Linked DNA regions of Zea mays: region 1 is linked to region 2. A link is a contact called in public Hi-C data. All regions are on one chromosome and are shown on one strand. The core of a region is the stretch at or near the end of the contact, and the rest is flanking DNA. Distances in the headings are between cores, read along the strand shown.

Region 1 (2,700 bases), core at 95-2,594, 240 kb after region 2:
CAACACTGTCTTACGTGGTTGAGCTGGAGCCCAAGCTCTGGGTTCCAGTGAGACTCCTTGAAGGAAGGATATGTAGCGAGATCAAGAACAACCTTGTCTCCATCAGAGAACAAGCACATAATAGGAGGATCCAGAGATTACAGCACGAGGTAACTTTCCCAGCTGCTGCTGGATATACTATTATTACGACATCCAGAAGGCACCCAATTTCTTGATTACCAAGCGCGTCCACATAACAGCAGCAGGTCGCCACAGAACATTCAGCATTCGGTGGTTTTTTGCAGCTCTAGCAGAAGCAGAGGATGGATGTTGACGCCGCAACTGTACGAAGCTCACGTACTACCTTACCTCTCCAAAAAAAAAACATGTCAACAGCTGATGGATGTCCTGAGTTTGTTGCTTGGCAATCATCACTAATTTGCTTGGGGTTGTCATGTTAACAAGCTTGTACCAAAATTCTATCGATTTTTTTCCCCTTTTATGTATTGTGTATGCAGATATATATAATGTATGTATGTATGTATGTATGTTCAAGACAACCAGAGGCGGCACTTGCATTGCATAAACCGTGGGGAGGAAGAAGGGGAGTCCGGAGGGGAGAGAGGTAACCGAGCCTGGGGTGCAATCACATACATAGTACTATGCTGTGCATATTGGAGGTAGAGATGGCAATGGGTACCCGCGACCCGATACCCAATGGGTATTTACTCTATTAGGGTATGTATGTGGGCTAAATATTCTACCCGTGGGTCTGTTATTGGGCAAAAATTTTCACCCAATGGGTAAACGGGTATTAGAACGTTCTGCCTTCACCCATACCCGTTAACCCGTGGGTATAAAATACCCAATATAAACTTATCCGAAGCATGAACTTGGACTTTAGTCATCCAACTTTTTTACTATTTAACAACAATTTAATGACCATGTAATGGAACATGTAATGTGCTATGTAGTATTATCATAGTGTTACTACTTTATCCAATTATCTTTGGTGTGTTGAATGGATGGTTAAATGATGCTAGAAAATTTTGTAATGGTAGTTATATGGATATACTTGCCATTTGTATAGTATAATATTTTGATAGTTGTATAATTTTTGTGGGTACGGGTGACCCGATGGGTGACCCATACCCACATGGGTATGGGTATGAGGGTAAATCCATACCCGCCAGTGTATATGGGTGACCCGGTGGGGTTATTTTTGTGTCGTAGGTATGAGTATGGGGTAGTAATACCCGGTGGGTATTTACCTATTGCCATCTCTAATTGGAGGATACCAGCATGACCATACAAAGTCTGGCTTTATTTGCTGCGGCGTTGAATGAACCATAAATAAAAAAAAAAGATGAGGTGAGGTGGTTTGGGCCCCGAATCGATGATGGATCCCTTTGGTTTTGCTGGGCCAAGTGGCGGGGCGGCCTAGTCGGTCGATACCCCCGAGACGAGACGGGATCTTCTCCCTCTCCTGCTCCTCCTCTTCGTCTCCGTCTCCGTCTTCCTCAATCCCAAGGACGAAATGGCAGCGACTGTCGCCTCGTTTTTTTGCCAACAAACAAAAACAAAGCAGCGGTGAAGGGAGGGGAGGAAAGGAAACAGCAACCACATGCGATTATTTCTTGGGGATTCCGCCCCTCCGACCTATCTAAGCGAACCATAACCACGGGCAGCAGGACATTATATTCTTCTGCCTGCCCTTCCGTTCAATTTCAATTTCACATTCCTTCTCTCCTCTCCTCCTGCTGCTACTAGGTTCGGGCCGTCCGTCATTGCTCTTGATTTGCCCGATTATTGCATCTCCTCTAGCTGTTGCCGCCGGCCGGGCGGCGGTGTGGTTGGCTTCTTGATCTGCATTATTTAATTCGGACCACTCCCCCGCCGTCCTCCCGCCCGCCTGCCGGAGATGGAGATGGAGAACGGGCACGCCAAGTACCGGGTGGCCGTCATTGGCAGCGGCAACTGGGGCAGCGTCGCCTCCCGCCTCATCGCCTCCAACACCGCCAAGCTGCCCTCCTTCTATGGTACGCGCATTCTCTGTCTCCTTCTGTTTCAAATATTTTCAATTGCTGCCATTTCGATCGCTTATATCATTCTATATCTAATTTGCTTCCTTTCTCTGGATGCATACATATAATCCTCTCCTATGTACCAGCATACTAAGATTGTTTTGCCTACATCTTATCTTATCTTTTAATTTTGTGGGGGGTCTCGATCCATATAAATTTGTGGGACGTCTCCATCCATATACAGTAGACATGCAGTCATGCACCAATCTTCCCTCTATGCATGGACAATTGGGCATGGTCCATGCCACTATCTGCATCTTTTGCCCACTAACTGCATAAGCACTACTGCTGTAAATGCTATGACTGATCAATGCAGAGTTTGATGTTAGGTACTCCCTGTATTATTATTATTACCTACGTACACATCTCTTTTAATTTCTTTTTTTTTCTCTCTCTCTCTGAAGATGAAGTAAGGATGTGGGTGTTTGAGGAAATACTGCCTACAGGCAGGAAGCTATCTGAGTCCATTAACGAACAGAATGTAAGAATTAGTTCAAGCACATTACCTTATCTTGTTTCTAGATGATGAAATTATGTTAAAATGGCTTACATATGTCATGACACTAGTAATGATGCACCGAATAAAAAAAAGACTTTATTCTCATTGGTTTCAGGAGAACTGCAAATACTTGCCAGG
Region 2 (2,700 bases), core at 65-2,564:
ATATGCAGTACTGTGCTGCTGCTGATCGAGAAGTGTTTACGGGCGACATGCATGCATGCGGTAGATCGATTCATACGAGTATACGACCATATGCATGGGTGGTCTAGATCGACTAGAGATATAGTATATACTATCGACAGAGAGACGATAGATAGATAGATGCATCATGCATGCGAGCCAGCATATATCGTATCTGCATGGGACATGCATGCATCGCATATGGACGAGGACGACGACGACATCATGCATGCATGCAAGCAATGAGATGAGATCCCGCGCGCGGCGCTGCAGGCAAGGTCAGGTCAACCCCTTGTCGTATCCCCTGGCTTCGTCTCCCCGGCCTATTAATTGCCTTTGGTCCTTTCCTTTGCCTTTTTCTCTTCGATTTCTCTCTCGATCGTGATCCATCCATCACACATACACGTAGGGACAGCCAGCATGCTTGCATGCTAACCCAAAAGGTCAACTCCTAATGCGACCAAAACATAGTTAGTTTGTTACCAGATCGGACGCGCGCGGTAGTTTTTTTCTCATTCTGAAAACAAAAAAGGGTTTGGGTTTGTTTGGTACGTAGACTGATCGTTATAGGGCAGATAAATTAAAGTTGCTTGCTTGGTTCACAACGATCTGCTTGGCTTACTTGCTACCTCGCGCGTTACCATTTAATATTAATTAATTATTAATTGGTACGTACTATTTATTACATAATAAGTTGCATACATATATTACATGTTGCTTATACATATATACATATACGTAGCAAATAATGCAAATGCATTAATGCATATGCATGTATAATATATAGTTTGTTTGGGGCAGGCAAGTTAATAAAGAGCTCAAGGCAGGAGTAGCTAGCTTTACTAATCTGTGTGCAGTGTGTGGTGAGGCCTACTCCATTTATCCACGGCGCTAGACAAACTTGTAGGACTCTCTTTAGGACAGAAAAGGGTATGGTTAGGTGCCAGCAGCAGGTTCAACACATCTGCCCTTATCGATCCATATATGTATGCGGCGGCGACCTAGCTAGCTAGCTAATCATGCACGCTAGCTAGTCATCTTTAGTGGTTACGTTGACACAAATGCATTATATTAGTCGTTATTGCACCCTTGGGTTATCAACAACACATACGTAGCAGCTTAATGATTCAACACAACAACACATGAAATATATATATATTAATTGCTGGGTCGTCGAGGGTATATTGGGAATAAAATAAAATTAGCGGCATGCATATAGTTGCATTACCATTAATTGTTGTTATATATACACCCTCCTCCCGTGGGTTGGGTTGGTGGCTTCTTCTTGCATTGCATTGCATGCATCAACCTCTCTCCTCTCCTCTCGCTCTCTACTACTAGCTACTAGCTTTAATTTGTAACTGCTTGTCTGCCATGGAGGAAGAGGAGGGATCGTCGACATCATCAGTCGCTGTGCCTGTGCCGCCGCCGCCTAATAAGTACGACTCCTGGACGACAGATCCGGAGGAGCTGATGATGATGATGGTCGACGAGGCGGCGGTGCAGCAGGAAGGGCCCCGTCGCCGGCGGGACTCCATGCTCAACAAGCTCATCTCCACGGTCTACTCCGGACCCACCATCAGCGACATAGAGAGCGCGCTCTCTTTCACCGGCGGCGGCGACGTGGATGCTCGCAACTACAACAACTCCTCCGCCGGCCCAGGGTACGTACGTCGTCTGCTCAATTCGTTCTCACAATCAGAAATATTGGAGCGTCTTCTACTAGCTAGCTAGCTCGATCTTAATCCATCAATCCGCGATCTATCTTCCTGTGTATATATAATATATATATATATATATATATATATATATATATATATATATGAAGAATCATATTGAATGCATGGCGTATGTGTATATACATAGGGCTTTATCGTCCCCGGAGAAGGTGCTGATGAGCAAGATGGAGAACAAGTACACGCTCAAGATCAAGACCTGTGGGAACGGCAGCAGCCTTGCGGAGGATGGATACAAATGGAGGAAATACGGCCAGAAATCCATCAAGAACAGCCCCAACCCAAGGTATACATACATATAATATAGCTAGTACAATAATAGATACTGATCATGAATGAGTGCAACCCGATCTGTCTGGCCAGCCACCAAAACTGGCAGTGCTTGCTAGCTAGCTGTGCATTGGCAATCCCAATTCTGTATCCAGATCGACTTGTTTAGTAAGTTTGCTGTGCTGTGCTGTGCTGTGCAGGAGCTACTACCGGTGCACGAACCCTCGGTGCAACGCCAAGAAGCAGGTGGAGCGGTCGACGGACGAGCCGGACACGCTCGTCGTCACCTACGAGGGCCTCCACCTGCACTACACCTACTCGCACTTCCTCCACCACCAGCAACCGCCGCCGCAGCCCAAAAAGCCCAAGCTCGGCGCCGGCCCACCACAACAGCCCATCGTCGTCATGGACGACGACCTTCTCCACGGCCCGGCCCAACAAGACATCATCACCACCGGCCCACTGGGAGCTGCTGTCATGGCTCCAGCACCAGCACCACCACCAGCAGCAGCATCTTTCTGCTACGACCTTGACGACGATGTACCTGCTTTTTTCGACGACCACGACCACCACCACCACCAGCAGCAGCACATCACCAACGGCGGGCTGCTGGAAGACATGGTGCCGCTGCTGGTCCGGCGGCCCTGCACCACCACCACCACCACCTCCGCCGGTA

What was found. A called contact is a pair of places that touch in the nucleus more often than the background predicts.
Region 1: a contact with region 2 is called in a Hi-C map of leaf, with 7 times the contacts expected there. The contact joins the promoter of LOC100284124 here to the promoter of LOC100191206 in region 2. A contact is called at or near these places in 3 of 25 Hi-C or Micro-C datasets (ear, leaf and tassel).

Annotation. Positions count from the first base shown.
Region 1 is chr3:146,726,606-146,729,305 of Zm-B73-REFERENCE-NAM-5.0, forward strand. It overlaps LOC100284124 (glycerol-3-phosphate dehydrogenase), which reads left to right and starts at 1,345. Exons shown (of 11, transcript NM_001157021.2): 1 at 1,345-2,018; 2 at 2,468-2,544; 3 at 2,678-2,700. The coding sequence starts at 1,901. It overlaps LOC100193309, which reads left to right. Exons shown (of 4, transcript NM_001367020.1): 3 at 1-149; 4 at 285-539. The coding sequence ends at 290.
Region 2 is chr3:146,482,899-146,485,598 of Zm-B73-REFERENCE-NAM-5.0, forward strand. It overlaps LOC100191206, which reads left to right and starts at 1,315. Exons shown (of 3, transcript NM_001136641.1): 1 at 1,315-1,682; 2 at 1,885-2,040; 3 at 2,225-2,700. The coding sequence starts at 1,393.